4 separate regions of the Mus musculus genome follow, and regions 2, 3 and 4 are each linked to region 1. A link is a contact called in public Hi-C, HiChIP or PLAC-seq and promoter capture Hi-C data. All regions are on one chromosome and are shown on one strand. The core of a region is the stretch at or near the end of the contact, and the rest is flanking DNA. Distances in the headings are between cores, read along the strand shown. Region 1 holds the start of Edem2 (ER degradation enhancer, mannosidase alpha-like 2). Region 2 holds the start of Cpne1 (copine I). Region 3 holds the start of Spag4 (sperm associated antigen 4). Region 4 holds the start of Phf20 (PHD finger protein 20).

Region 1 (5,075 bases), core at 1,694-4,193:
CCTAGGGGAGGAATTTACTTTGCACCCACAGACAAGCTATTAAAAGAGGAAGGATGTCGGTTGGGCAATGACAGAGTGGGAAACAAACAGATGGGATACTTACCAGCAAGGTGTCCAGGGCATCAATTAGCGTCAGAGAAAAACTGTGAAAAGACAAAAAAGTCCCGCTGCTTCATAAGAACATCAAACACCAGATTCACAACTGCCCAGATCTAAGCGAGGCATAGCCATGTCCCTATCCATCCCACTTACAGTTATAACAGAGGAATCAGAGGGAAACTCCGAGTCCCTTGACTGCCTGGTGCAGCAGTACTGTAATTAACAGGTCACCTATGTCTCCTGGCATTCTTCCCTACTATAGAGAGGCAGCACGGAATTACGGCGTGGTAAGAGTTGGGGAATGTGTTACGTATGACATCAAAAGACTAGAAACTACCAGTTGCTCACAAGTTGAAGAGTGACAGACAAACGGATACAAACAAGTACAAATGTATGACATTATTAAGGTTATCGGGAGTTCTGTGTACTAACAAGATGATCATGCTGTTCAGTGGAAAACACGGTGTATGAAGTAAGCCACACAGCATGTTTTCATCTGCATTTCACAGTGCTGGGAGGGGGCTGGACAGACAGCTCAGGGCTTGAGAGCCCTTACTGCTCTTGGAGAGGACCTGAGTTTAGTTCCCAGCAGCAATGTGGGGGTTCACAGCTGCTAGCAACTTCAGTTCCAGGGACTCTAGCCAGGAGCCCCCACAGGCTCCTGCACACATATGGTGTGCCTAAATTCATGCAAAGCAAACACATATACTACTAATAAAATTTAAAAAGCCATACTGACAGAAAGCAAATGTGCTGCTGTTAGGGCCAGTAACCACAGAGGGATAATACATAAGGCGCACTTTTTTTTAGGTTAAAGAAGTATTCTTCTATCTGCTAGTTGTGATGGTGATTACTATACATTTTAAAGGGGGTACTTTATTACATGGCAATTATACCTTTAATAAGGTGATTTTTTTTTTACAAAGATACACAGTAGCCAGGTGTGAGATATGCCTGCAGTCCCAGCACGGGGGGTGGGGGGATGATAGGGATTCAGAAGGCCTGAGAGTTTAAAACTAGTCTGGGCCATATAGCAAGATCCTGTCTCAATAAACACATAACACGTATATGCACACCTGTGTAATTGTATAAACTGAGAACATTCTACAATGATCTACAGGACATACACAGGTTGTAGACCTAAGGAATGAGATACTCAGCAAGCATGACTCTATCCTGCTCAGTGAGCCATGTGTTTGCACTTGCTTTCTGTTCCAACTAAGAAATAAAAATTGGCACACGTTCCTAGCTTACTTGCCTAGCCCCTGGCATCAGAGAGCATGCTATCACGTATAAATATTTGTAGTACGAGGATAATGAGGCAGGGGTGAGAGGGAGCACCTGCAATCCAGCACCTGGGAAGGAGAGGCAGGAGCACCCCAAGTTCATGGTCATTGTTGGCGATGTGGTAAGTCTGAGGCCAGCCTGAGCTATGTGAGACCTATCTCAAACAAGCAAGCAAGCAAGAAATAAAAGACCTCAGCAACTGGAGAGATGGCTCAGTGGTTGAGAGCACTGGTTGATCATCTCATACCCACAGGGCACCTCACACTGTCTGTAGTTCAAGTTCCAGGGAACCTGACACCCTCACATGGTTATAGATACAGGCAAACAGCCAGTGCGCACTAAATCAATAAATCATTCTATAAAAACGAAGCAAAACAAAACAAAACAAAAACCAACTCAGGATTACAGCCCTAGTGTCAGTTTTGGCTAATGCAATGATTCTTTGCTCGACTGGGTTCTTTATTCCAGTGAAAATGAAAAGATGATATGGTAACACAGAATTACTAAACGAAAATGAATCAGGTGACTTGTATGTATGGCGGTGAGAGGAGTTGGTATGAAGCTAGACGGGAAATATTTTTCAGTCATAAAGAGTACACCAACTACAAAGGGTCTTAACTGTGGGGAGAATAACGTTCCTCCTGGGCCTGTGCGCCCACCTATAAAATGAAGGAGTTGAGTTTCCTGACTCCCGGGAGTTTTTTCAAAATATTTTGTGACTCCAGAAATGTCCCCAAGTCCTCATACGTGGTTGCCTGTTCGGCTGAGGTGAGTCCAGAGGGCTAGCCTGCCAAGTTAAGCCAAGACTTTTTTGTACTGTGAAAAGCTGTGTAGTTCTGACAGCGCTGGTTTGGACTGAGGGGACGGGGTTGAATCAGCCCAGGTCGGAAACTTTCCACAATCAGTGAGACCATGAAGCCACCAGCCCTCCTATGATCCCGGCCAACCCCCTTGGCCCTCAAGCTGGCTCTACCTGCCCCAGGTGTCGTGCCCATCACAGGTGAGAGGTCTCAGCTCATCGTAGGGAAAGGCATTTTCCAGGTAACTGTCGTAGGCGTGGTAGAACATGGCCTTGACTCGCTCCCTGGTTCGAGGGATGAGAAATAAGGTAGGGGGCCAGAACACAAAACCAGGCGGGAGAAAGGACCAGACACAGGACGGAGAATGGGAACCACAAAATGATTTCTGCCGAGGGCCCAGCAGCGGGACCAGAGCACGTCAGGGTGGGGGTCCTGGGGTGGAGGGAAGGGAAGGGACCCGGTGGGCGCTTGCCACTCCCCAGCCGTAGAGAGCGGGAGCCTGGCCCCCTTCACCTGTAGTGGGCGGGGTCGGGCGCGGTGCCGTCGGGGCCTGGCGCACCATGGTGCAGGGGTAGCAGCACGCACACGAGGCCGAGCGGGATGAGTAGCCGGAAAGGCATAGAGCTCGTGTCCTGTCAGTGCCGCCGCAGCAGCTGCAGCCACCGCCACCAGCTCATCCTCCGAGCCGCGGCTGGTTCTTCCGGGGATACGCACCACGACGCCTGCGCGTTGGGCAAGAAGCCTCTCACTTCCTGACTACAAAGCCCAGGATGCAATGGGCGGTGGAGCCCTGGCAAAAGAGCATCTCGGGATTTCTGGTCTACAGAGAGGAGTTCAACGTGTCTTAAAGACAGTGGTTGCTGTGGCTGCTGTTAATAATGTTTTCACAATCCCAGTTTCTGTTTGTTGAGCACCTTCGGTGAATTAAAGTGTTAGGAGCACTTTACAGGCGCCATCTAGTTAATTTTTGTTTTTTTTCCAAATACCTTTTAAAGGAGGGGCTAGCAGGTACTCAAGATTTGAGCAGATGCCTATGTAAATATGGATGAAAAATGTTCGGCTTTGACTATAATAGACACAGGGTTTGACAAACCATTGTGTAAGTAAACTCTAGAATTATTTTCCCAAAGCCTTAAGGTTTCCAGAAATCCCTTTTGTTCTAGGAATTCATACATTTATGACGGTCTTTCACTTTAGGGTGCCATGAAATCACGGTCCCTTCAGTCTCTAAATCAACCCAGGACTTTACCTGGACCATCTCAGTGGCTGCCATCCCTGGTGAGAATGAAGACCCAGCATTCTTCCTTTAAGAACATCTGGGCCGGCCGGGCGGTGGTGGTGCACGCCTTTAATCCCAGCACTTGGGAGGCAGAGGCAGGCACATTTCTGAGTTCGAGGTCAGCCTGGTCTACAAAGTCAGTTCCAGGACAGCCAGGACTACACAGAGAAACCCTGTCTCGAAAAAACAAAATAAAACAAAATAAAAAGAACATCTGGGCCAGTTTCCCCACTCTCTTGCTAGGTCCTAGACTCTGTTAGTGCGCTATCTACAGCAACCCCCTTCTCTTTGGTCAGTGGAATGAGCTGTAGACAACCCTAGATTTGAAGTTCGATTGGGGTTCATTACGACTCTACCATTCACACATAACCTATATAACCTTAAAGGAGTCCCTCTCATCCTCCAGGCACAGCACCCACATTTATGAAAGGGTTTGTCTAAACTGATATTTGAGATCCTTTTAATTTGAACTTTTCTTTAATTCTAGCATTGCCCAACTCTTCTTTGCTGAAAAATTCAGAGGGAAATGGCTGCTCCATTTATTGAGCAAAGTGCAGGCAGACTCTGCCTTCTTTGGCCCAGTTGTTTGTTTGTTTGTTTGTTTGTTTGTTAATTCTTGTTCTTTGACAATTTCATATATGTATGAATATGTTCTGGTCACCGCCCCTCCCCCATTACCTTCACCATTCTTCTCTCCTCCTTTTTCCTCCCAAACCCCTCCTACTGTCATTTTTTGTGGTTGTGATTGGGGTAGATTAGGTTTAATTAGGGCTGCTTACATAAGCATAGGTGAAGAGTTATAAGCAAGTTTGGAGCACACAATAATATTATTTATTTATGTACATGAGGATTTTGTACATAATTTTGTGCATGCCAGGTCACCTCTGAGGCCAGAAAAGGGTGTAGAGTCCTCTGGGTCTAGAATTATAGGTATTGTGAGCTTCCATGTGGTGCTAAGACTCAACCCAGGTGCTCTAGAAGAGTAGTTAGTACTCTTAACCATTGATCCATCTCTCCAATCCCAATCCAGCATTCTTGAAAATATCCCTCATTAAGTGTCCCAAAGTGCCATCAGTTGATAAACAAATTAAACTCCATATCTAACCCAAAGTGGGTCCTAAATTCAATAAAAAGGTTTTAGTATAGATGGGTCAAGGGTCAATGTGTCAGTGTTAAATTGGGGCAGTATTATTAGGAGTGTGGCCTCACCTTTTTTTCTCATTTATAAATTATGAAGAATATTAATACCTGCTTAATAGGGTTAGAGGATTCAGTGAACCATATAAAATGCCTATAATAATGGCATAGCAAATACTGAGTCACTAGGAGAATATTTTTTAAATACTTCTTAGAGGGGCCAGATAGAAGGGAAACCAAAAGAAACTAAGACCTGGATAATAACACAGGGAGACTGTATAGGTTTCCCAAGCTACTAGAACAAATTATCACCAACATGGAAGCTTAAAGCAAGAGAAATTTATTCTCCCATTTCTGGAATTCAGAAGCTAGTTTCACTGATCCTAAACCAACATTTTGAAAAAGTTTCCCTCCCCTCCTTCCTAATGCTTAAGAGGAGAGCCTGCTTGTCTTAATCAGGGTTTCTACGGCTG
Region 2 (4,829 bases), core at 1,885-4,384, 380 kb after region 1:
TCGCCTCAAAGATCAGCAACAAAGCCTCTATTTACAATGGGCACAATGTTATCAGCAGTGTAATCCCATCACCAAAGAAATCATGAAACCACAGCTTCATCCCTTTAAGTTTGCCCCCTCCCCCCATTATCAGATAAAACACACTTCAGATCCTGGAACCATCCTTATAAATACATTTTTCTGACACTGATAAAATGTAAAATGTTGAATGTTCATGTTAATTTCTCATCTAGTGCTCAGGCAGCAAATCAAGACATTTGTAAATAAGATGTTCCTCCTGCCAAAAAAATTTAATACTGTTATTAATGATACCAACAAAAATATCCTTTTTAGCCGGGCAGTGGTGGTGCAGGTCTTTAATCCCAGCACTTTCGAGGCAGAGGCAGGAGGATTTCTGAATTCAAGGCCAGCCTGGTCTACACAGAGAGTCCCAGGACTACACAGAGAAACCCTGTCTTGAAATAAATAAATTTTTATTCATTTATACTTCAAAATAAAAATATTACTTCTAGCTTAAGTAACCACATTTTCTTTCACTATGGCTTTTAGTCTTAAAAGCTAGCTTTAAACGTAAAACTCTGCAAACCAAAGGTACATAGGTGGTTGGCAGTAAAGCTGCTGGAACTACAAGTGAAATTACTTTTCTGTTTAGTCTGCCTACAACTTTTAGTGAGCACTCATTTTAATTAGTATTTATTACAACTATGTAGAGGAGAGGGCTGGAGAATCTGCCCAGTGGTTAAGATCACTGGCTGCTCTTCCAGAGGCTCCATGACTCCCTGCACCCACAGGGCAGGCAGCTCACAACCTTCTGTAACTCCAGATTCGACCCCCTCTCTTCTGGCCTCTGAGAACACCAGGCATGAAGACAGGCAAATACCTACTCACTCAAAAACTGTAGGCTAGGTTTTAGATTTTTAAGGTGGACTCTGCATTTTAGGGGGAGATTTAGAAATTAGTATAGAATGTAAAACTAATTACATTTTCAGAAAAAAAAATCATGTATTCTAACTAAGTATCAAAAGTCAACTGTTACTAGTGACTCCACCAACTTAAGAGTTCAATGTGAGTCTAAGTTACAAGATCCTATGGCCAGTGAGGAACAAACAAGCAAACCCCCAAGATCCAAACAGCACAGCAGCTCTCTGCAAACTCAAGTGGGACTTTCTGACTGGCAGTGGGGTCTAGCATCTGGCACACAGTATAAAACAGAAGTTTAATGATATAATAAGTTTTACACCTAAGAACTGTACCAACAACTCCCAAATGTTCAATATGCAACCAATCAAAACATTCAACATGCCACAAAATTGTAAAAGAAGCCTAAAGTATATAACTAGTAGCCTAGAGCAGTAACCACCACAGTGGTTTGATGGTCTCAGATCCGAACATAAAATTATACATTACAATCCACAGTGACCAACATTTAATCAAACACAAGGTGATATAAAAATATAACACGTTTTGATAAACTATCCAATACGCCTTGTGAAATCACCTAAACACAAACATTTCATTTCCTTCCAAAATTATATTCGAAGTTATGTGAACAGTTCTTCCACAATCACTTTCTACAAATCCAAAAGTCTCCATCTCATCAAAAGCAACAAGTTTCAAAAACAAGTACATCAGTTTTATTTACCTATTTTTTTTAAATAAAGATTTTTTTGTAGGATTTTTTTCCAACTGCAAACGCTCTTTAACATTTTAACAGTATACAATGGTTAACAAGGTCCCGGACAATTTTTGTTTCTAAGACTGAAGTTCACCAAAAATTACAGCTCAAACTATCCAAAAAGCCCTGAAAGAAATAGTCTCTCCCTTGAGTTGCCATCCATCCTAGTTTTTTCCCACCAAGTCATATAATAAGATTCGCATCAACTTAAATCTTAACGTACACAATAAAATGGTTTCTGCCAACTGCACACACTCAGTCATCTCGGAATCTAGGAGCCAAGAAGGCTTTAGGACCCAGAATACTTCTGCAACACAGCCTGTAATTCGCAACTTTATCTACCAGAATGAATGGATCTTTAGCACTTGAATAAACCACAGGGGACTCCTTAGAACTTCCAATAAAACACACACTTAGGTTACTAACTCGCTTACTAACACGGGCACTCCAACCTGCTACGTTAGTCCATACCCCAATACTAACCTGTAGATCTTTAAAATGCCTTTCCTTCTATTTTACGCGGCTGCAAAGTGGCGCCGCCAACCTTCAGACAGTAAGTAAGCTATCTAAGACACCCACCCTCCTTCCTCCAACTCCCAAAGGTGCTGCAGATAGCAGCCCCTCCCCTAGTTGGGAATCAAGGACCAGCCATCCTAGCTACAATTCTTCAAGCCTCTCCGACCTACAGGGCGGCTCCAATCACCTACACTTAGGAAGCCCCTCCTCAGCGCTAGACCTAGGAAGCTATACACTGCAATCCCTGCACCTCCAGGCCCTAAAAGCGACCGGTTCCCAGCCTCCCAGGACACCTTTCCTCCCCATAGGAATGTCCCTAGTGTAGTCCACTTTTGCAGGTCATAGGCCACTAGGACCTCTTCACTTCGGGGCAGAGGTGAGAGTTAAAACCTCGTTCCCGCTTAAAGCCAACGAAGCCTTCCCCACTAAGCGTGCAGGCGTTTTCATCGCAATCCCCCCCCCCCCGACCCGGTAGTTCGCAGGCCGCGAGGCCACCCGATGCTGGCCGCTTCCCCTCTCAGGACCACCGGGCATCCCCGCTAAGGCCCTGCTCCCACTTCGGCACGCAGACTCCACCTTTCGCATCCTCGGAGGCCCCGGAGCGTGAGCGGCGCCCCAGGACCCCCGCAGCCCCGCCGCGACCCTTTGTGTTGGGCGCTCGCGGCCGCGGGCTCCGAGGCCTGGGAAGGCCCCGCCCCGAGGCACCAAGGAGGCGGCTCGAGCCCCGCACAGCCCCGCCCGTTCCGGGGCTGCGGGAGTCTTACCGGGGAGAGCTTGCGCGGCACCAGAACCCAGACCCGAGTTACCCCCCGCGCGAGTGCCTCAGCCCTGCGGCCGACAGCCCCAGCCCGAACGGCTTTCCCGGAGCCCACTGCAGCCAACACCTCCACAGCCGCTTCACAAAATGGCCGCCCGCCCGCTCCGGCGCTCCGCGTTCCCGGAGTAGGCGGGGCGCCGCTGCCGACGTCACCTGATGGGAGACGCAGGCGCGCTGAGGATTTGGGGTGGGGGCAAAAGCTCGGAAGTTGCAGGTATTTGTGGTGAACCCGGTATTTTAGTAGCTGTTTGCAAAGTCAGACCTGAAGCTATTGTCCAAGGTTCCTTGCAGAGCTTTTAAAGTACAGGCTCCTTTGGCTCTTGGAGACCCCCGTGAAGGGAGAAAAACAATGCCTTCACTGCAGAACTGTCTTGAGGATTAAACGCACCAAGAAGCAAAAGCTTGAACCTTTTTTTGACTATTGAAAAAAAAAAAAATGGGAGGCAGAGGCAGGCGAATTCTGAGTTCGAGGCCAGCCTGGGCTACAGAGTGAGTTCCAGGACAGCCAGGACTATACAGAGAAACCCTGTCTCGAAAAACCAAAAAAGAAAGAAAGAAAGAAAGAAAGAAAGAAAGAAAGAAAGAAAGAAAGAAAGAAAGAAAGAAAGAAAGAAAGAAAGAAAGAAAGAAAGAAAGAAAGAAAGAAAGAAAGAAAGAAAGAAAGAAAGAAAGAAAGAAAGAAAGAGAAAGAAAGAGAGAGAAAGAAAAGAAAGAAAGAAAGAAAGAAAAAGGAAGGAAGGAAGGAAGAGAAAGAAAGAAAGAAAGAAAGAAAGAAAGAAAGAAAGAAAGAAAGAAAGAAAGAAAGAAAGAAAGAAAGAAAGAAAGAAAGAAAGAAAGAAAGAAAGAGAAAATAATCCTGCTTGGCAGTGGTGGCACAAGCCTCTAATCCCCGCACTTGGGAGGCAGAGGCAGGCAGATTTCTGAGTTTGAGACCAGCCAGCACTACACAGAGAAACCCTGTCTTAAACACACACAGAAAGAAAGAAAGAAAGAAAGAAAGAAAGAAAGAAAGAAAGAAAGAAAGAGAGAGAGAGAGAGAGAGAGAGAGAGAGAGAGAGAGAGAGAGAGAGAGAGAGAGAGAGAGAGAGAGAGAGAGAAAGGAAGAAAGGAAGGAAGGAAGGAAGGAAGGAAGGAAGGAAGGAAGGAAGGAAGAGAAAATATTCTTCTGCCATGGGGCTGGAGAGATGTCTCAAAGGTTAAAAGCTCATACTGCTCTTCCTGGCATCTTAAATTCTATGAGCTACATGGAGTGGCTCACAACCTCCTGTAACTCCAGCCTCAAATCTGACTCCCTCCTCTGGCCTCTGTAGGCAGCGACACTAATATGTACAAACTCTCACACAGAGACATTAATAAAAATAAATATAAAAAGAGTAAAATATCTTTCAATATTTCCTATAATCCCCAGTATTTGATTATACAGGGAGACCTAGGCTCTACCAGACTCTGCCCCTTGATTTTGTGTGTGTGTGTGTGCGAGAGAGAGAGAGAGAGAGAGAGAGAGAGAGAGAGAGAGAGAGAGAGAGAGAGAGAGAGAGAGCGCATGCGCGCGGGCAAATAAGAGGGATGGAGAGAGAGAGGAGAGAGACAGAGAGAAAGAGAGAAAGAAAGAGATTTTCTTGCCTCTATCTCCTGGAATTTTGGTGTGTACCTCCTTGTCTGGACCTAAGCTTTTCATAGTCACTGTGCCTTAAGATCAGGATCAAAAGCCTGTGACTTCCATTTCTGAATTGTTGTTCATTCCAGACTAAAAGTCCTAGAGAAGTCAATAACCCAGTAATAATGATGCCTAATATAATAGAACTATTCTGTGTTAAATGG
Region 3 (5,114 bases), core at 735-3,234, 340 kb after region 1:
AGACTGTCTTTATACCTCAGCCTCTAAGAACTGCCACTTCCCCAAGCTGATTAGCATTCTAAGTAAGATGTGATGTGAGAAGAAAAACACCGGGTGGGTGCAGGATTTTGGAATTCTGTTTTTGTCATTGTGGTTTTATATAGCTCTAGCTGTCCTGGAACTCTTTATGGAGACTAGACTGGCCTTGAATTCAGAACTCAGAGATCCTTCTACTTTGGCCTCCATAGTGTTAGGATTAAAGAAGTGTGCTACCACCTTGCTGGGTCAGGATTCCCAAATTCAAACCTGTGATGCAACATGATCTCAGAGAAGTAAGTCCTTTTCCCTCGGGAGCTGACAGACTCCCTGTGTAAATCTTGCAGGTTGCACTACATTGTTGCTGTTCCTGGTACAGACATTAATTAGATACAAGCATGTAGTTATTCAAAATGTGGTTCTAGGATAGCAAGATGGCTCAGCAGGTAAAGGCACTTGTTGCCGAGCTTAAAGCTTATTCTCTCTCTGTCTGTCTCTGTCTCTGTCTCTTTCTCTCTCTGTCTCTCTGTCTCTCTGTCCCTCTGTCTCTCTCTCAGCTGGGAGTTGTGGTACATGCCTTTACCTCAGAGCTTGGGAGGTGGGGGAGGCAGGCAGATCTGAGCTCCAGACTGGCTTTGGCTGCATAGTGAGACTCTGTTTTAAAAGTGAATAGGAGGGGCCATAATAAATGTTTTAGTGTGTTGGATGATGCTCTGTTCCTTCCTAATATTTACTGCTTCCCTAAATACTAGGGCACTTACCAGGCTAGACCCGTCTAGGTACTGCAGGATACAGAAGTGAACAAAATCTAGGTGCCATTGTAGCTGGTCATGATGGACATGATGACATGCCCATAGTCTCAGGCTTGGGAGACTGTACCGGGAGTATGGTCCTGACTCGGGACCATCCTGGGTTATATATCCAGTACCAGGCTAGCAAAAGAATCAAAGCAAAACCTCTTGTCTAAATTACATAGGAGATTGGGGCAATGTCATAATCAATAAAATGTGCGGAAGCCCGGGGACCCATGTGCAGATACCCAGCACTGTAGGTAAAAAGCGACAGACCAGAGCTCAGGGGACTGTGATCCCGACTCTGAAGAGAGAGAAACAGCAGAATCCCTAGGACCCGTTGGTTAGCTCTCTAGTCAAACTTGTAAGAGACCGTGACTCAGAACAGAGAGGAGGAGTTGAGATGGCCCAGTGGATAAACCTCACGCTTGCTGCCTAAGCATGAGGACTTGCTTGTAAACCCCGAATCCACATAAACAGAGGGTGCTGTGGTACTTGCCTGTCACTGAAGCTCTGTGGGAGTAGGGACAAGTGGAACCATGGAGTCGTCCCAGCCCTCGTTCAATGGTTCTCAAACTGTGGGTCGGGACCTCCTTTGCAAACCTCTATCTCCAAAAGTTTATTCATAACAGTAGCAAAATTACAGGTTTTCTTTTAAAGACTTATTTATTTTATGTATATGAGTACACAGTTGCTGTCTTCAGACACACCAGAAAAGGGCATCGGATCCCATTACAGATGGTTGTGAGCCACCATGTGGTTGCTGGGAATTGAACTCAGGACCACTGGAAGAGCAGTGAGTGCTCTTAACCGCTGAGCCACCTTTCCAGTCCAACAAAAATATAGTTATGAAATAACAATGAGAATAATTTTATGGTTGGAGGTCACCCAACATGAGGAACTGTATTTAAAGGTCGCAGCATTAGGAAGATTGAGAACCGCTGGGGCCTAGTTGAAAAAACAAAACAAAAAAGTGAGCCCCAGGTTCAGAAAGAGAGAATCTATCTCGAAAGCTAAGGTGGGGAGCAGGAGAAGACAGCAGCAGAGATCAACTTCTGGATGGACACACACACACACACACACACACCCAAACCATGAACAAAAATGTATCAGGAAAGGGGGATGGGCTGCTGGCTCCCAGTGACGTCACGGGCGCTCTGTGACGCGGCTCCTCTGTGACGGTGACAACAGCACAGCAGCGGGAGGGTCGGCCGAGCCGCCGCGGGGCTCACGCAGGGTGCTACCCTGCGGCGCGAGGCAGCTGAGGAAGGGCCGAGGGCTTTGGCTGCGGCGACTTCGGCTTCCCAGAGGGGTAGCCCAGGTCAGGATGCGGCGGAGCCCCCGCTCAGGCTCGGCCGCATCCTCTCATAATCACACACCCAACTTCTACAGCGAGAACAGCAATAGTTCCCACAGCGCGACTTCGGGGGACAGCAATGGGCGCCGGTCCGCTGGGCCGGAGCTCGGGGAGCCCGAGGGCAGAAGGGCCCGGGGCTCGAGCTGTGGTGAGCCCGCCTTAAGCCCAGGAATGCCCGGAGGAGACACATGGGCAGGAAGCTCTCGGCCGAAGCTGGCGCCTCGGAGCCACAATGGGCAGACCGCCTGTGGCGCGGCAACCGTGAGGGGCGGGGCCTCGGGTGCGGGCGGGGTCGAACCCGGGGGCGAGAGGGCGGGGCGGGCTCGGGGGCGGGGCCCGGCGCGGACCTGGGTGCAGAAGCCCCGACCTGGCTCACGAGGGGACGTGCTCGACACGTGTCCCTCGGGGGCGAGCTCGGTGCCATGGCCGGTCCCGGGAGGGGGCGGAGGAAATCCTGTGCCTGGGCATGGCTGAGGAGGTGCCGCAGGGCCGGCGTGAGTGTGACCCTAGTCCGGCCGCACGGGGACTCAGACTGGGGGGCGGTTTCCACTGATTGAGACTCTCCAGCTCCGGGTCTGGGCGTGTGCAGGGAGTGTGACCTGGGGCAAAGGCCTGGACTAAAAGCCTGTTTGAGAGGCTGCCCAGCTGTTTGGCACTAGGGTCAGGAGCCTGCGCCCGGGCCCCGAGGGGAAGAGCGGGCCTGTGGTGCACAAAACCTCAATGGTGCCCTGGGCTCTTGCAGAACCGTCTGGATCTTCTGTAGTTTTGGAGGAACAACTCAACCTTCTCCCGATCCTGGATCTGAGGCAGGAGATGCCTACCCCGAGGGTGTCCAAGAGCTTCCTGAGTACGAGCCAGGCCAGCCCCATCCCCTCTGACCTTGGCACTCAGAACCCCATTTCTGCTGAGTCTGAGTCAGAGAAACCAGCCCAGATGCCCTTTGACCTCTGCTCTCGGACCCCCGCCCCTGTTCCCAGTTCTCCTCCTCGAGCCTGTGCCCTAGTGTCCAGCCTCAGCTCATTTCCCCAAACGACCCTTGCCTCCTGAGCCCCAGACTCTTGTCCTCCGCACCACCCCAGTCCCCACCCCGGCTTCTCTTGAGCCCTTCTGAACCTGCACTACCTCACCTTCATGGATCACCCTCTCTGAGCTGCTTCTCCGGTCTCCGTCCCTAGGCCTCCTCTTTCAGGTGCTGAGCATGGTGTTATCCCTGGCAGTCGATGGGCTGGTCTGTGTGTGCAGGTCAGAGGGAACGGCAGGGCTCAGGGAAGGGCAGCAGGGCTGGCCCCACCCAGGCTAGAGCAGATCCAGATCTGCTTGAGTTCCCAGAAACTGGGCGGGTCTAGGACCCCCACGGTCGAGGCTTGAGTGGTTCAGGGCCTCTAGGCAGCAGCTTCCACTCCTGTTCTTTAGGGAAATCTGCTCCATCCGCTTCCTGTTCACTGCTGTGTCGCTCCTGAGCATCTTTCTGGCAGGTGAGGAGCATCGATTCCCTGGGACCCAGCTCTGCAGGTTTGGGGCCAAGTCCAGCCCCCCCCCCCCGAACTCCGTCTTGGTGGCCTTCAGCCCATTCTAGTGACCCCCCCCATCTTGGTCTCCCGAGTGTGCTCCGGCAGCCCTAGGTTTCACCCCAACTCCTTGCTTTCTTCCTTGTCCTCTTACATCAGAGGACACCTTTCCTCTTTTTCTTCCTCCAGCACTCTGGTGGGGGCTCCTGTACCTGATCCCTCCTTTGGAGAACGTGAGTTGGGGAGACCTATGTCTCCAGGTGGGGTGAGGTTGTGTGTATGTGGGGGGCATCCCTGGGCTGTTGGGATGGGGGCAGTGTAGGAAGCACTGAGTATAAATCCCCATGGGCCAACCAAGAATGGTAGGGCAATGTTGACAGAGAAGGGTGCTTACTGGTCCCTTCCTCCACAGGAACCTACGGAGATGCTGACTCTAAGGTGAAAGGGCAGCTGGGGCAGGCCTGGGCAACACTGGCAATGCCTCTGTGGGTGCTTTCTGAGAGGAATGCACAGGGACAGGTAGCTAACTGCATGGTACCCACCTCCCAACTACAGCCAATACCACCACCGCGTGCATTCCCAGGGCCAGCAACTGCAGCAGCTCCAGGCAGAACTGAATAAACTCCACAAGGAGGTGTCCAGCGTTCGTGCAGCCCACAGTGAGGTGGGCTATGGCCCAGCTGGGAGGCTCAGGGGTCTAGCTGTGTTCACTTGGAAGACTGGGTCCCAGTGTGGGGAATCTTTCTCAAGGCCCTTAAGTTCCTACCTCAGAGCATCGAGTTACTGAGAAGCAGGCCTGCCTATAAGCTAGTTCACAGTCCTCCTGGGTCACCCTCTGCCTTTCTAGAGAGTGGCCAAGCTCGTGTTCCAGAGGCTGAATGAAGACTTCGTGCGCAAACCTGACTATGCACTGAGCTCTGTGGGTAAGACACAGAGAGATGTGGAAAGAGCTGGAGTGACGGTCCTAGACAGCCATTCTACCGCGCTGTTGAGAAGTCCCAGTAGGAGCCCCTGAAATTGACTTGTGCCTGTTCCAGGAGCCTCCATCGACCTGGAGAAGACGTCCAGTGACTACGAGGACCAGAACACTGCCTACTTCTGGAACCGCTTGAGCTTCTGGAACTATGCCCGCCCGCCTTCTGTCATATTGGAGGTGGGCCTGGAGCCAGAGGGCTTGGGGACAGTACCAAGGGGCAAGAGCTGGGGACAGGAGTCAGCCTGGTGCAGGGAGGAGTGGAGCCCAGGTCAGTTTGGCTCCAGGAGGCACTCCCCACTGGAAGAAGAATCTGGCATATTATGGTAGGGCGCCAACCAGGCAGAATCTGGACTTAACACTGAAGAGACCCAGCATTGCTTCGTCTGGCTAGGCAGAAACCAGGGCAGCCGGCAGAGCTCTGGGCTGAGCAGCGGCCCTAAGATTGGTCTTCTGGGTTTGTCTTAACG
Region 4 (5,275 bases), core at 103-2,602, 470 kb after region 1:
GGCCTTTTTTTTTTTTTGGTTTTAAGGCATTTATTGTAGAAAGGCAGAGAGAGGAAGAGAGTAGGGAAGGCTGAGAGTAAGAGCAAGAGAATAAGAGGTAAGAGAGTGTTCTCTTTGAGAGAGGCTTTCTCTTCATAACCCTAGCTGTCCTAGAATTTTCTATGTATGGGATTAAAGGAGCCACCACACCTGGGCTCTACTAATAAAATTTTTATTTTATCTTATTTTTATTTTTTATTTTTGGTTTCTTTGTATACTCCTGGCTGTCCTGGAACTCACTCTGTAGACCAGGCTGGCCTCCCAAGTACTGGGATTAAAGGTGTACGCTGCCACCACCGCCCGGCTTTTTTTTTTGGGGGGGGGGGGCAAATGTTTTGCTTGGAGAGCTATGCTTTTGTGTGAAGAATGACTTTTTTTTTTTTTTGAGACAGGGTTTCTCTGTATAGCTCTGGCTGTGGTGGAACTCACTCTGTAGAACAGGCTGGCACTACACGAAAACAGTGAACAATGACTTTAATCTCAGTATGTCAGGGGCAGAAATGTGGATCACTGTGAGTTCAAGACAAACCTGTCTATACACTGATTTCCAGTCTAGCCAAGGCTACACATATTGAAACTGTTTCAGAAACAAACAAACAAACAAACAAAAACAGCATCAAGTGTGGTTAGATGAGCAAAGGCTTAGATTGACAAGTAGTGTAGGGACATGATGCGATTAGACATAATTTAAGAAGTGCAAGTTTGGTTGCTCCCAGTGTCAAATCAAAGCATGATCGCCTCAGTAAATAGCAATTTTACCACTTCTCGTTAGCACTTGCTAAGTCCCACTGGAGAAACCTCTTTTTTGTTGTGGCGGCATCTTGGACCTTGCTCCCTAGAGACAAAATTCGGCTTTTTCTTTTCAGTTCCCGTTGGAATCCTTTTCTAAGGATGAGAGAGAGCAAAGGCAGAGGTGAGAAGGTTCAGATGAGGACTTGATAGGGGCAGAGCACAGAGGGCGGACTGGTGACAATCGATCTTGAAGATTTAGCTCTTCTTCTGGAGAAGGAACAAGTCGTTCTGATAAGCTCTTGCGTGTGAAGAGCGGATTGGAAGAGGGAAAGTAGTGAGCTGTAAAGACTACGATCTCCGTGGAGCGTGGTGACAGACGGGGTAGAGGGAGGTGGGCGACTTTCCACCATTTAGAAGGAGAACTAAGAGGGTACATAGGCAGCACCCAGGCCAATGCTTCTGGTGACCTCAGCCGTCACGGGTGAGTGCGGACTCGGCGTTCCCGCTTCAGGGAGGTGGGCGTGGCTTGCTCGCGCTGTCGTCCTGGCGACCGGGAGGGGCGGGGCCCGGGGCGGGGCTGTAGGGAGGCTGCGTCACTCGGCGGTGGAGATGGTGCGTGTGTGTGGGGGGCGGGGGATACGCTGGGCGCGTCCCCGGGGTCACGTGGTGCGCAGCGCGCACAGTCCTTCTGTCGGTTGGTCTGGAGCGGCGCAGCAGGAGCGGGGCCGTGAGGTGAGCTCGTGGCGAGGCGCGGCGACGCGAAGCCAGCTGGTTGGGGCCGTGTTGGGGGCAGGCCCCGTGCCGCGCGCGCGCTGTGCGGGCGGGACCGGGGACGGACGCCCCGGCCACTGCGGGACCCTGGCTCACTCCTGTTCCCCGACTGGCCCCCGGATCACCCAGCCCCGGAGGGAGGCCCGGGGACCGCTGCTGAGAGCGTGGCGGGCGTGCGAGCGTCGCCCAATCACTGCGGCTACCCGCGGGAATGACGGCCGCTCAGGCCAATCAGCGGGGCCCGAGGGGGCTGGGCCGCGAGGTGCGGGCCCGGGGCGCGGAACGGGGCAGTGGGGGTGGGGATGGGTGCTGAGGCTGCACCCCCTGCTTAGTCCGCGAGATAGGGGGAGGCCTAAGCTGCTGCCTCTGCCGCGGGGACGGGTTTTCGTGAAGTGCCTTTCTTATCCTGATCTGGGAAGCACACCCTTTCCTCACGACCCTGTATATGGGAGTGTCCCCTTTCTCTGTAGTTTGGAAAATCTGGGCGTCCCTCCACTCTTAAAATCTCTAATCTTGGGATTTTTCTCTCGATTTCTAACCGTCCCTGAAAACGGATTGAAATCATACTCTCTTTTCTTTGCTCCCCCATACTGAGGGAACACTCCTATATTCAAACCTAATTAACAGTTTTCCCTTTTCAATTTGGGGTCCAGTCCGTTAGTAGGTTCCTCAGAAATCAGGTCACTAACCAAAGTTATCTAATACTTTATTATTATTATTATATCCCACAACTCCAGGGAGGACGACCTCTGTCCAGGCCTCAGCTCTGGTATGTTTTCAGAAGTTAGTGAATGTGGGGGTCAGTTCTTTTTTTCTTAGTCCTTTAGTGTGGAATGCGCACCCCTTTCAGGCTCTTCTCCAAATCCTGATGCTTCTGGCACATAGTTTGCAGTTTCATCTGTAAGGGGCTTCACTAACGTGTCCTTAAGTATGTCTTGGGGCTGCACTCTTTGATGAGTTCTCCAAGCTACCTTGTTTCTCCGGGGGGGGGGGGGAGGGGATTTGTTTTCCTATCTGAGAGTATCTTTGCTTTCAGTGTCCCTTTAAGGTTTGAGATGCGCCTCTTTTAGCAGGAAACAGACCACCTTTGGGGCGCAGCAAGTACTTCTGGCACACTTTTCTCCTGAATCCTTTCATTCCTAAATGTGGTGCACCCCCCACCCACCCATTTTTCCCACAGCTTCCTTTTTTTTTTTCCTAGTTGAAAGCCATATTTATTTGGCCTGTGCAAATTCCAGGAAGTTATCCCTCTGCTTCCAATTTGTGGGACTTAGAGATCGAACTCAGATGGTCATTCTTGGCTTTAAGTGCTGAGGCATCTAGCTAGACAGTCCGTGTCGTGTCCCCCCCCCCCCCCCCCGCCCCCCCAAGGGTTTCTCTGTGTAGCCCTGGCTGTCCTGGAACTCACTCTGTAGACCAGGCTGACTTGGAACTCAGAAATCCGCCTGCCTCTGCCTCCCAAGTGCTGGGATTAAAGGCATGCGCCACCACGCCAGGCTGTCTCTTTCTCTCTTTCTTTTTTCTTTTTCTTTCTCCCTCTTTGTTTGTTTTTCTTTGTAGCTTTTCTGCCATCAAGATAGTTTCAGTCTTAAGTTCCCTTCCCTCTTTGGAACCTCATTCCCTAATGTGCTCTCCCGGGCTCTTGGGCCTTCCTTCCTGTGTTGAGTGCATAGCTGCAAAACACTTCGTCTGTGGCCTCTTCTTTTTTATTCCTCAGGGCAGTTCTTATAGTTACCCCACCCTGAGCTGTTCTTCCCTGATAGGATGCCCTTTCATGCACATGGCTTTTATTTGTCGGTTGTGAGGTTGTCTCCCTGGGTAGCTCAGGTTATCCTGGAACTTCCTAGGTGGCTCAGGTTGGCTTTGAAACCCCCTGCCTCTGCCTTACAAGTGCCAGGGCACAGGCAAGAACTTCCATGTCTGGTTCACATGACTTTTTATAGGTAGTTTATTTTTTTGCAAACAGGAATTCTCTTTTGGTTCATGGCCTGTCCAGACATTTTTCTAGTTTCTGGTTCCTCGTGGACAGTGTTCTGGTTACCTAGTGATGACAGTTCTCCTCCTTGATCGTTCTCCTCGAGAATCCCCTAGTAATTTGTGGTTATCTTGGAGCTCCTACTCCTTTGCTGCTTTACTCTCTGTGAGTCTCTGGTGAAGCCCTCCTCCGTGGGTTTTTGTGGGTCTGGTCTCAGCAATCTCGGCAGGAGGATTTTTTTTTTTAAGATTTATTTATTTTTATTATATGTAAGTACACTGTAGCTGTCTTCAAACACTCCAGAAGAGGGAGTCAGATCTCATTACGGATGGTTGTGAGCCACCATGTGGTTGCTGGGATTTGAACTTCAGACCTTTGGAAGAGCAGTTGGGTACTCTTACCAACTGAACCATCTCACCAGCCCGAGGATTGTTACAGACTTGAGGACTGCCTGGACTACAGGATGAGTTCGAGACTAGCTAGGGATGCATCTCAAACAATCTGCTTAGTTGGTTCTAAGGCTCTTAGGTTCTGCTCCTCCCCACACATCCTCCTCCCTCTCCTTTTCCTTTTTCCTTTTTTACATTTTTATTTTTTGAGTTAGGATTTCTCTGTGTAGCCTGACACTCCGGCTTTCCTGGAACTAGCTCTGTAAATTAGGCTGACCTCAAACTCAACAGAGATTCGGCTTTCTCTGCCTTCTTAGTGCTGATATTAAAGGCCCACCACTGCTGGCTGACTCCTTGTAATCTCCCTGTTCTCTGGGTTAGGGCTTCACGGACCTTTCTAGTAATGTATGCTTTCTAGACCATAAACTACCTTCCATTAGTTCTTTTGATCAAGAAAAGAAGTCATTTGGGCTGAAAGATGGAGTTCAGTGATGGTGTACTTGGCCTAGCAACTTATGGAGGGCCTGGGCTTGATTTTCAGCATGAAAAACAGTGTGTTGTAGCCAGGTGTGGTGGAGCACAATTTTGATCTCAGCACTTGGGAAACAGGCAGGTGGGATTTCTGTGACTTCCTGGTCAGCCAGGGCTACATAGAGAAACCCTGCCTGGAAAACCAAACCTGTTAAAAAAAAAACAAAAACAAAAACAAAAACAAACCAACAAACAAATCTCTATCTGGGATATCTTGTCTCTCTGGAGCCTACCTCTGTAGGTCCTCTAGTTTCTCTCTTCTCTAGATTTTTACATAGTGCTTCCGGCCTCTGATTCATTTCCCCACAGCTGGAGTTTCAAATGCTTAGGGGATAATGAGTCCTCTGACCTTTCTTCCTTTTGGGAAGTACTTGAACTTGCAGCTGCAGGAGGCAGGAGGGAGGGGGAGGGGTTGGGATCTGGGAAGCTTTACCAGTAAGGACAGGGCAGGAATAGAGACAGCATCTCAGACCAAGTTCTGAATCTCATTTAGAAACTGGACGTTTGCCAAGCACCAGCTTGCTTGGGGTGCTGGGGGACTTGGTGGTACCCCGGGAGCCTGTAGGAATTAATGGGACTTGTAGGGAAGGAAGTGCTCCAAACTTAGTGAGAAAACCTGAATAAAATTGCCCATTATTGTGGTTTTGGAACAGCTAAGCGCTTCACATTTTTTGACCACTGAAGTCTTAGAATTTAGTTGTGTTATTTCAAAGGGAAATAAGTCCCATGTTCATTATTAGTAAGTGCTACATTTCTTTAAAAAAAAGCTGGAGGCCTGTCTGAGTAGCACCTAATAAAACCTGGTCTGTGGAAGTGAACAGGTGCTTTGTCTCTTTAT

Evidence for each region. Promoter capture Hi-C pulls out the DNA fragments that hold promoters and counts their contacts. Hi-C and Micro-C count contacts between places; a contact is called where the count stands out from the background. HiChIP or PLAC-seq counts read pairs in DNA pulled down with a chosen protein or histone mark.
Region 2: a contact with region 1 is called in a Hi-C map of erythroblasts, with 4 times the contacts expected there. The contact joins the promoter of Cpne1 here to the promoter of Edem2 in region 1. A contact is called at or near these places in 2 of 39 promoter capture datasets (both in liver), 1 of 484 Hi-C or Micro-C datasets (erythroblasts), 1 of 115 datasets of contacts at active chromatin or transcription factors (embryonic stem cells) and 2 of 9 other capture datasets (adipose tissue and pancreatic islet).
Region 3: a contact with region 1 is called in an H3K27ac HiChIP or PLAC-seq map of microglia, with 8 times the contacts expected there. The contact joins the promoter of Spag4 here to the promoter of Edem2 in region 1. A contact is called at or near these places in 1 of 39 promoter capture datasets (hematopoietic stem and progenitor cells), 1 of 115 datasets of contacts at active chromatin or transcription factors (microglia) and 1 of 9 other capture datasets (adipose tissue).
Region 4: a promoter capture Hi-C map of maxillary cranial neural crest shows a contact between it and region 1. The contact joins the promoter of Phf20 here to the promoter of Edem2 in region 1. A contact is called at or near these places in 2 of 39 promoter capture datasets (cranial neural crest and maxillary cranial neural crest) and 1 of 9 other capture datasets (pancreatic islet).

Annotation. Positions count from the first base shown.
Region 1 is chr2:155,726,532-155,731,606 of GRCm38.p6, forward strand. It overlaps Edem2 (ER degradation enhancer, mannosidase alpha-like 2), which reads right to left and starts at 2,944. Exons shown (of 11, transcript NM_145537.2): 1 at 2,700-2,944; 2 at 2,360-2,470; 3 at 104-143. The coding sequence starts at 2,806.
Region 2 is chr2:156,108,831-156,113,659 of GRCm38.p6, forward strand. Cpne1 (copine I) reads right to left here and starts at 3,135. Exons shown (of 16, transcript NM_170590.3): 1 at 2,956-3,135. Rbm12 (RNA binding motif protein 12) reads right to left here and starts at 3,135. Exons shown (of 3, transcript NM_029397.3): 1 at 2,956-3,135.
Region 3 is chr2:156,063,229-156,068,342 of GRCm38.p6, forward strand. Spag4 (sperm associated antigen 4) reads left to right here and starts at 1,985. Exons shown (of 12, transcript NM_139151.4): 1 at 1,985-2,443; 2 at 2,906-3,010; 3 at 3,339-3,405; 4 at 3,577-3,638; 5 at 3,861-3,904; 6 at 4,084-4,109; 7 at 4,227-4,335; 8 at 4,519-4,594; 9 at 4,709-4,824. The coding sequence starts at 2,134. Gm39970 (a long non-coding RNA gene) reads right to left here and starts at 1,386. Exons shown (of 3, transcript XR_866890.1): 1 at 777-1,386.
Region 4 is chr2:156,195,295-156,200,569 of GRCm38.p6, forward strand. Phf20 (PHD finger protein 20) reads left to right here and starts at 1,353. Exons shown (of 18, transcript NM_172674.2): 1 at 1,353-1,503.